2 separate regions of the Columba livia genome follow, and region 2 is linked to region 1. A link is a contact called in public Hi-C data. All regions are on one chromosome and are shown on one strand. The core of a region is the stretch at or near the end of the contact, and the rest is flanking DNA. Distances in the headings are between cores, read along the strand shown.

Evidence for each region. Hi-C and Micro-C count contacts between places; a contact is called where the count stands out from the background.
Region 2: a Hi-C map of liver shows a contact between it and region 1, with 2.9 times the contacts expected there. The contact joins the promoter of ARL3 here to the enhancer-like site in region 1. A contact is called at or near these places in 2 of 2 Hi-C or Micro-C datasets (crop and liver).

The regions. Positions count from the first base shown.
Region 1 is chr6:13,919,739-13,924,897 of bColLiv1.pat.W.v2, forward strand. All of the region lies in intron 1 of CNNM2 (cyclin and CBS domain divalent metal cation transport mediator 2), which reads right to left. Among named protein-coding and RNA genes, the nearest start is that of CNNM2, 93 kb to the right of the region's middle. Within about 2 kb of position 2,398, at least 2 of the 3 cell types and tissues checked have an H3K27ac peak away from gene starts, as active enhancers do.
Region 2 is chr6:14,105,077-14,110,324 of bColLiv1.pat.W.v2, forward strand. ARL3 (ADP ribosylation factor like GTPase 3) reads left to right here and starts at 2,854. Exons shown (of 7, transcript XM_065067152.1): 1 at 2,854-2,991. The coding sequence starts at 2,989. It overlaps SFXN2 (sideroflexin 2), which reads right to left. Exons shown (of 14, transcript XM_021295907.2): 4 at 1,612-1,784; 5 at 1,161-1,331; 6 at 63-161. The coding sequence starts at 1,772.

The sequences.
Region 1 (5,159 bases), core at 1,148-3,647:
CTGCCATTGAAAGCCGGTCTTTTGTAAAGATGCATAAAAAGTAAGAAGCATTCAAAGGGCTCACCAAATACAAGTGGCATTTTGAAGCATGAACAGAGCAGATATCAATGTTTTCTGAACTATGAGGAGGTAAGCAACCTCGTCTCATGTTCTTCTTCGCCAGTCTCAAAAACGATACTTATCCCCATCCGTGGAAGATAACCAAAATAGTTCAGCTTTGCTTAGACCCCTTTATAGGCAATAACGTTTGCATGTTTTAAGATTCGGATTATTAGACTACCAAGCATTCAAGCTATTCCAACCCAGACTTACTCATGCTTAAAGAATGAAAATATCCTGAACAAATTAGACGAGGGAGGAAAACTTATCAACTACTGATATAAACATTGCATCAGGTCAAGTCAATTCACTTTGGTAAGTTTTTCACATCTGCTTTCCCAGGGACCCAACATAAGCAGTTAAAAACAAATTCTTGGTGAATGCTGTCTGTCGAAAGTTAAATTCTTTTGCTATTCCCAGCTTGTGATCATTTAAAAGGAATTTTCCAAAGCAGGGTCTAATATTAGACTCAAAATGAAGTTTCCATTCCACTTAGGCGATATTCTCACCAAAGTAACTACTGCATAATCTGATTGTCTTGGAGCTACTCGTTTAGATGCAGATGGACATACTTTAAATACCAACTCCACAGCACTGCTGAGTCTTATCTTGAGGAGACCTTATTCTACAGTGAATTAAGAGAAAGAAGATTTGTGATTTTAAAGGATCAACTTTCATATTGTACTGAAAGTCTTTCACTCTGCCAGGTTTTATTTCTTTGCATTCCTTGTAACACTTCCAGCTCTTTTTAACACTCAATGAACAGCATTAAAAGAAAAAAAAAAAAAGGTGACTTAATACAAAGATGAAAGACCTAAGTACTATTACCATTGCTGTTCTCCTTTAATACCTTACTCCAATTACATCCTTCAAATATGATGACGCTCAAGGACAAATGTAGCACAAAAAACTGTCACATGGGCAAACAAAAATATTGTAATTTATTTCCCAGAGCCTGCTCAGATATTAGTATATTTGTTTTCAAGTCAAAAGACATAACTCCTTCAAGAAGCTTTCTATCGCAGACCAGAGCAGCTGGCTTGCACATGCTTATTCAGATGCGAATTCCCGAGGATCACCATTCACACACATTAGGAAATGGTAGGAGTGCTCAGATCTGTAGAAGTAGGCAAAGTTCAAAAACAAACAAACAAACAATGCTATCAAACTCGTTGTTTCAGCTTTAGTCAGAATCACTAAATTACAGCCCTCTCCTCTGCTTCTGCACTGCCTAAGATAAAGCTGAACTAGGTGATAAAATTCTACATTTTGAAAAGGACAGTCCTTCTAACAGTAGAGTCCTGGACACATCTACAAGCAACGGGAGAGATTTATGGAACTGGGAAAGGAGCTGAGGGGCTGCACCACCACGGGAAGCTGTGCATGACTTTCAGCCACAAAACCAGTTACCTGCCCTCTCCATTGGGGTGTGGTCCTCATCAAGAATTTAAAATACGTTACACTCTCCCCATTTCAGTGGCCACAGCACTCTGATCTGAGCAAGAGTCACGATCATGAGACCAGTGGCCAAAGTCTGTACTCACTACTGATCTCTTATGCAAAGTGAGCTGATAAGGAATTAGTTATGGGCATCTATCCAACATTTTGCACTTTCTATAAAGAAAAAGAAGGCTAGAAACATTTTTTTCTGGCTCTGCCATGATCTCTGATTTTTAGGGTTTTTTTTATTTATCACCCAAAGTATCAAGACCCTTGAAAGTCGTCTTAGTTTCAAATGTCATAAGACTCTTTGGTGGGTAACACCGATGTTCAGCTCTACCCTCATTATTAAAACTACATGTTGCAGAGAGTTTATCTGTTGAAAAAAGATAAATTATCCACGTGCAGGCTGACATGAACCTTTGTTCCCTCTTGACTATCAAGTTTCATGACTTTCACGAACCCACCACTTCGCTGAGGTCAGATGAATTTAAGGTAATCTCATGGGGCTACCCGTAAAAGGCTGCCTTCTGCTCCCAGTGTCTCCTTCTGCACTGGCTCCAATGCTCATGCAGTCACTTGACACAGCAGACCAGAGCTGAAAATTACATTTCTTGGGCCTTTGTCAGCTAATTTTGACCCAGATCCAGTAATTTGCCAGAAATCACCAAACAGCGGAACGTGCATCAACACTGTTGACAGAGGTGGCATGAGGATGCATTCCTGGACTGGCTGCCCTCTCATACTGCTGCGCAGGTGACTGCGAAACACCCTCCATGTATGGAAGTAATCAAGGCAGAAAAGGCTAAAGGAAAAGCCAGAGGAGTGCAAGGAGTTCTTTACACGTCGTAAAAGAGCACAACACAGCATGTGCCCTGCTTTAAAAAAGGCCTGCAAGTAAAGTAATGACTCCTCTGAGTGTTTTAAATAGAAATTGGCTACAGCTTTATTCAAAGACTTTATCAGTCCACTGGTATTTGTCATATTGTTGTTTTATTCAGCTGAGAAAGTGAAGTTTCAACTGTATTTTCCACTGCTAAGGACATACAACACATATTCAACAAGGAGTTGAACAAATTAAACGTCTAGGTAAGGAAACCTGGACTGCCTATATTATTCCTACAGCTTCGAGAGCAGAACACGAATTGAACTGAGAGAGAGCAAGCATACATGGAAAAATATATAAATAATTTCAATACTTCACTGATTTTTCGGCCACGGTGTCTAACCACACTACATCTATGGCATTAATCTTTCTTTAATCAGTCATGTTAAGTGTTGATGCAGCGAGACTGAGGAAGCAGGCGGCTCTGCAGCACGGCCAGATCTGATGACAGCGGCAGAAATGACCTGAGGGACGTGCAATAAGCAGCACCGGGACAGAACTGGGGGCAGTGCTCTGTCCCACAGCTCCTCTGTGGCCACGGGCAGGCAGCACTTGCTTTCTGCCTCAGCTTCCCCACCAACAGCAAGAGTGGGTAACATCAGTCAGAGCCTCTGGAGCTTATACACGCACACAGCTTCAGATGAGTCGTGGCAAACGCTAATTGCTCAGTTGCATTCATGGGCAACTAAAGGACCAAGGAGTTTTGTTAAAAGCAAATCCAGTCTCATCCCATTGCTCAAACTCTTGCTGCTCAGCTTGGATTTTGCTCTGTACCACAACTTCTGATTAATTTATTACGCTAATTAAGAAGCATGAAGATGCTTAGTGAAATCCGCATGAGTCAGTGAACCTAGAATGAGCTTGAGAGAGTCCATGTGATTGACTGACCATGCAGAACAGCACTGGAAGAAATGCTTGAAATACTGATTCTTTTACAGTACCTTGAGCATTCCTTGAAAAAAGAAATAAGAAAAAAATATTTCACGCTTTGATCCTGGGGTACTTATACATGTAGAGTAAGGATCTCAAGAATATTGCCATGCAGTTCAAACTAGAGATGAAAACATCCGATCAAGTTCAACATCTGCTCTAGTCAGCACAGAGGGTCCTGTCTGCATGGATAGATCTGTGCCCAGCCCACTCTCACATGCCACTTCCCCACAGACACATGAGAGGAAAAACGGGCTAACGAGAACATTATGAAATGCAATAAATGCAAACACAAAGTCACGAATCTGGACAAAATCAGCCCTGTGCATTTGTACTGGGGGCTGAATGACTGGGTCTGCAGAACAGGACCCTGAGGTCCTGGTAGACAAGCTACACCAGCCAGTGGCACACCCTTGCAGCAATGAAAACCAACTGCATAGATAAGGAAAACTTGTTCCCCATGAGGGTGGTCAAATGTTGGAATAGGGGCCCAGGGGGCTGTGAAATCTCCACCTTTGGAGGTATTCAAAACTCAGTGACCTGAGCCAACTTCAAAGGTAGACTGCCCTGAAGAGGGGGTTGGACCAGATGGCCTCCAGAAGTCCCTTTATAAATTATCCTGTGATTCTAAGAGACTTCGAAGGGTGAGGCCTGATGGAAATCCCATCCCAAACTTCATTTCAGACTTTTTGTTCCTGAATTTCTGCTTAGGCACCTAAAAAAATAGCAAATTTTTCAGTACAGAAGGATGATATGTAAAGATGGCAAGTTTTACTGATCTGGAATGCCACAATACAGGCTTGTACATGACCAAAAGTAATAGCGAAATGACACTACTAGCCAGACTATGCTGCAGAAAACTATAATAGTGCTGGCACAGCTTCAGAGCAAAAGAATGACCTTGGGAAGCGAGCAGTCCAAGAGCAGACACATAACTCTGAGCAGTGAGCAACAACCTATACGTGACGTGTATAAGCTTATATCATGAGTAAGCAACTAGAGATGTTTCTATTTCTGCAGAAGGAGGTTTATGAATCCAGTAACTGAGAACCTTTCCATGTGTTATTTTCCCCATGCAAGAAGCAAATCTCACTGAAGGCCCTCAGCTTCCTTCTGTTAAAAAAAAATCTGTGCTAAATCAAACCTATGGTAAGCATTTATAAAGCAGAAGATTCCCGTTAAGTCATTTTGTGGTAAAATTAGAATCAGGCTAATCCATTTTTGTCAAAACCAGTAATCTGAGTCCATTTGCTGTTGGTGAGTGCACTGGAACATTAAGCTACAACCTGTTTAATGTGCCTACAATGACACGGAGAAAAATCCCAGGAGGTGTTTAGCTGCCCTTGAATTTGGTAACTAATCTCCTGGGTTATTTTTATGCAACTGTTTTGGTTTTGACTGTTTTCTATGAAGGTAAACAATTTGGTCTGCCAGTGAGATTCAGAGGTTCAACAATGTATTATGCAAAACAATCAATTTTAAAATGCATTGTATAATTTAACCATTAAAAACAACTCCCACTAGAATAGCACTGGCTTGCAAGCCATTATACCTATGTAACAAGTGTTTTCCTAAATTTCTGTTCTGCAGCACAGTTCAAGGACATTAAATCTCTCTTCTATTAGCAGAAGTTTGTATTCACACTGTTTGCTTTTGCACCTTGATTATTTTCAATGAGGAAATCAGACTGGTGCTTTCTCCCCACCACACTAACTGGTGTGCAGTGCCTTCGGGTTCACAACACAACACCGTTCACAGATTCAAGAGAAACTCAAAACTACTGCATTATCTAGATTTAGACTAG
Region 2 (5,248 bases), core at 1,604-4,103, 190 kb after region 1:
TTATGGGGCTTCAGGGGGGTCCTGGCACAGAGGGTCCCTGTCCCACACAGGACCATACTCACCTCAGCGAGATGGGGGAGGCGGCATTGCGGTTGGTATAGTTGACGACGGCGTTGAAGGACTGGTTCACCCACTGCCAGAAAACCACAGCAGGCACCGTCCTGCAGAGGGAATGGACTAAGAGAATGCCCAAGGGCCACCAGAGATACATGGCTTGTGCCTGTGGCCAAGCTTGCCCGGGGGACAGCCAAGATGCCTCTGGTGTCACTCAAGGGAAACTGAGGCACCACAACAAAGCCATGAGCCAGTGGCAGAGCTGGGAAATGACCCCAGGAGTCCTGGCTGCTGTGGGGCTTTGGGGAACACACAAGGGGGCCCAGCCCTGTGGGGCTCTCAGCTATGGGTGGGAGATGCAGCTCTTAGTGGGGCAGCAGCCACCCTGCTGGGTTGAGATAAGCCTTTGTCAATGGGAGTGGAAAGGAGGGGGCACACAGGGAAAGAAGTGGCTCTGGGGCTGATTGGGACACCTGGGCTCCTACTGGTGTCCCAGGGACACTGAGGTGTTTCAGGAGGGGAAACGGAGTGATGTGGGTCTGAGCACGATTTGGGATGTGGGAGGGTGGAGATGGGCTGGGAAGAGGGTGACCCAGCAGCACTGGAAGATGCCTCACCCAGGCTGGACCTCACCAGCAAACAGGGGTGGGATGGGGATCCACTGGGAAAAGCAGTGTCCGTCCCACACATGCTCTGCATCGGGGAGGATCGCTCACACCCCAGCAGCCATTTCGGAAGGGGAATGCAGGGGGCTGTTGGCATGAGCTGTGGATGCTGTAGCAGCCTGGCCTGGCAGCACGTTTAGTCCCCAGTTTTGGCAGCTGTTATGGTCCATGGAGCAAGAGCAAAGGTGATGCATGGCTTGGCCATGTTAATCATTACAAGCGTCCTGGGAAGTGCTGAGCTGAGAGCGCAAGGTGAAGACAGACCGTCCCCAGCCACACCAGGGACCAGGAAGACCCACAATGTTTCTGTCACAGGCTCAGCACCGGGGATCAGGCACAGGGACAGCCAGCCCCAGAGGAGGCACACTGGCCATGCCTCAGCCATTGGGAACCCTTTGAGGGGCTGTGGGCTGTCAGGGCCCAGCATCCCCAGGGGCTCACCGATAGAACTGGAGCATGCAGCCAGTGAGGGCCATGCCCCCGGGCACCTGGAAGGACATCCTCCCAATGAGGTTCATCTTCTCACCGCTGTCGGGGTGGAAGGCCGAGTCATACAGCTTCTTGGCGTAGAGCAGCTGCTCCTGGCTGCTTCCCGGTGGCACCAGCCCAGCCCTGCAAGCCCAGAGCCCGTTGGCAATTGTCATGCAGACCCACTGGCACCTGGCGCTGCCAGGGCATGGAGCCCAGGGCACCAAACATAAAAGGCAGAGGAAACTTGTTCCAGCTTGAGGCTCCCAGAAGCCTGGAAAAAATTCCCCCAAACCACCTCCAACAGATGTTACATCCCAGCACACCCCCTTGTGAATGACCACCTCCATCACCACACAGGGTGATCGGGTATGGCCGCAGGCAGAGGGATGGCACCTGCCCCAGCTGCACCCCTGCCCCTCACCTGCAGCCTTCCACAAGGGCCTTGGCCCGGTCTAGCTCCTCCTCCGGCACCAGCACGGTCCGCGGGTCGGTGATATTGAAGAAATGCTTCAGGCGCCCCATGAAGGTGCTCTGGTCCCAGCGTGGGGTGTCAATGTTGAAACCATTGGGGACAGTGGCCATTTCAGCACAGGTCTGGGCAGGGGGAGAGAGTGGCTCAGGAGGATCCTGCCTCGCTTGCCTGCCAGGTGTGAGGCTGCTGTGGCCACAGGAGCAATTAACTGGGCAAGAACCATAGCATGTTTATATTTAATGGGAAAGTTGGACTTTGAGCAGCTCTGAGCCCAGGAGCCTCCTGCACCCCTGCTATCAGCTGAAAGCCTGACACAGCAAGGCTGTTCCTTCACACCCCACCCTCCCTGCATGTATTCCCTACCTGTATCCCCAGCACCTGGCACCCATTCCTGGGGGTGGGACTGTGCTGCACAACACTGCAGGGCCCAGCTCCTCCTCCGCCAAGGCTGCATGGCCCTGCCCTGTGAGTGCTCCCCGCTGGGGCACCGCACTGCAACCCCCCCACACACATAGCATGTCACTGCATCCCCTGCACTGTGCTGTGCTGTGTCCCTCAACGTCACTGCATGCCCCCATGGCAGTAGACTGCACCCTCCAATGCTGCGCTGCAGCCCCTCCCCGAACACTGCCTGTACCCACTGTGGCACAGCGCCCTCCAGTGACTGCACTGCACAGCCCCACCGCATCCCCCGTGGCGCTCCACTGCACTGTTCCGCACTACACTGCACCCTCTCATGGCACTGCTGCTGCACTGCATGTTCTCCGTAACACCGACGACACACTCCTGTGACTCTGTCACACTCTCCCCCACACCGTTGTACCGCATCCTCCGTGGCGCCGCACTGCACGGTTCCCATAGCAGCGTGGGGAGCGTGCAGCGCGGCGTGGCGTGGCGTGGCGCTCCACTGCACGCCTCCCTTGGCCCAGCCCGGCCCGTAGTGCTGCACGGCGCTGCCACACCCGGCCCGCCAGCAGCACCGCGCCCCCGCCACGGCACTCCCGCCCCGCGCGCCGTGGCGCGGTCCCACGTGGCGCTACCTGCAGGCCCCCGGTCCCTCACCCACGCGACCCTAGCGACACGTGGACAGCTTCAGCCAATCACAAACACCCCCACAACCACACCCGTCCCCTCCCGGCAGGGCGGCCCTTTGTAGGCATGCGCTGGCTGAGGGGGCGGGGCCTAGTGCCACGGCCAGCAGCTAGCCCCGCCCCTCCGCCCACCGTCGGCACGTTCCGTACGTACGGCGGGAAGCGCTGACGCTGTACGTAGCGGCGGCGTGTGTGTGACGCAGTTGCCCATGGTAACCCCGGGGCCGCGCAGAGGATGGTGAGTGGGGCGGGGGGCGCCGGGGGGAGCGCGGCGGGGACGCGCGGCCCGCCGGGATGGGCAGAAGGCCCGGGGCAGCCTGGGCCCGCCGGGCAGCGGAGGGCCGGCGATGCCCACCTGAGGGGCCCGGCAGGCCTGAGGCCGGGGGTGCCCGCCCCGGGGGAGCGTGGGGTCGTGGGATCTGAGACACCCACCCGGGGATCTCGCGGACCATGGGGCCGTCGTGCCCGGACGGGATCCACGGGAGGCGATCTGGCAAGCCTGGGACCATGAGGGCTGGTGATAGCCACCTGGGGGATCTGGCAGGCCTGGGATCACAGGCACTGAGGTTGCCCACGGGGGATAGTGTGGAGGAGTTGGGGCACCAGGGACCTGGTTAGACAGTGGCTTATAGTCAGGAGGGCACAGGGGCCTGGGTCCACGGGGTCCGGGGACACCTAGGCAAAGCCATACCGCTGGGGTTGGGGACAGTGTAAATTTGGGGCTTCCAGCCACGGGAGACCCTGGCTGGGGTTCTGTCAGGAGCTGGAGGCTATGTGGGACCCAAAGAATGGGGTTGAGTTGAGTCCTGGTGGGGGCTGGGAGGCTTTAGGATGTTAGGGGATTTGGGGGGGCAGTGCTGAGGGGAGATCAGCCTGCCTGGAGTTATAGTGTCATAGAACTGTTTGGGTTGGAAGACACCTTCAAGCTCATCTAGTCCAACCCCCGTGCAATGAGCAGGGACATCTTCAGCTACATCAGAGTTGATTCAGTCAAGGTGCTGAAGGTGTGATGGAGCGTTGGGTGCTCAGGAGGGCTAGGGAGCAGGGTGGCAGTGGCCCATTTGGCCTGAGGAAGGAAGGAACGATGGAGAAACCTGGCAAGGATGGAGGACACTGTTCAGGGGCTGAGTACCATGGAGGGCCTGGCAGCATCTGTGACTGTGAAGGGACATTGGACAATCCAGCCAAGGTGGGAGGTGGCCACCCCAAGGTCTTGGATCCTGGCTATAGGAGAGCTTGCTGATGTGGAAGGGCTGGTTGTTGACAAACTGCCTTAGAAGGGGAGTTCAGTCATGGCAAAGAAAGGCTGGATGAAGGGGTTGGGTGTTCAGGGATGGACTGGGCTGAGGCAGAGTCCTCAGAGCCAGAAAGAAGCCTGCCCGTTGGGTGGGATGAACAGACTGGCGAGTCACAGAGAAAACCCGGTCAACATTGGCCAGCTAGAGTAGTTTGCTGAGATGTTGTTTGCTCTGGGGGGTTCTGCCAGGGGCTGGAGAGATGAGGGACAGTCTGTGCTGAAAAGAAGAGATAAGAATACACCATGGGAAAGGCTGGAAGTGAAGTTTTGATGCTGATGAGTTAAAGAGAGTACCTGGGGAGGAAAGAATCATTCACTGGGAGGAATGAATTGACAGTGAGCAATGTGGACTGAAAGGAGGAATTTGGGTCTTGGGTGCAGCAAAGGATCTGGTTAGGGTGGAGGTCAATGCTGGGAGATGGGCGGGGTGGTGAGGATGTAGTGCCTTCTGAGTTGAGGTTGAGGTAAAGTTGAATGATGAACTTGGGTGTTGGAAACAACTTGGGTTTAGATGCCAGAGTAGCTGGGATGGGACAAGTGGGATGCTGGCAGATTCCAGCCAGGACTGGAAGGAAGAGTTGGGGCTGCCAGGTGAGGGGTGGTGAGAGCTGTGGTAGGTGGGGGAGCTGCTGCAAAGGATGCAGCACATGCAGAGAGCACAGGCAGAAGGAAACAGCCATGGGGAAAGAGCTTTCCCAAGGGCAAAGCCGTGTTTCGTCCAGGAGCCCTCTGGACACAAGCTGGGTTCATGCGAGTGGACAGCACGGCAGGCGGCATAAGCAAGAGCTACAAAGGCAGCTCCTCATCTTCACTGGGTTAATTCTGGCTGCGTCTCCACCTGCTGGGCCACAGAGAAAGAGATTGAGATAAGGCCTGTGGGATCTGCTCTATTTTAGATCAGTTGATGATGGAGCGTGTCACACCAGACACCAAAGCCATCACAGGATGACATCTGCTGTAAAGATGAGGGCAGCTGCCTCCAGCAGTGCAGTGCTTTGTGGGACACATTTGGCCTGCAGCTGCTGCTGGCCAAATCTGTGCCTCTGCCTTGTGATGTCCCGATAAGCTGGTGTAGTCTGCGATCTGGCTGCTGTTATCTGAGCGCTTTGTGTGTGGAGAGGGCGGACTGGGTGTTTTCCAGTGTTCATGTTACTTGATACAACATTTTACTGCCTCTTTGTCTGTTTTTCATTTCTGG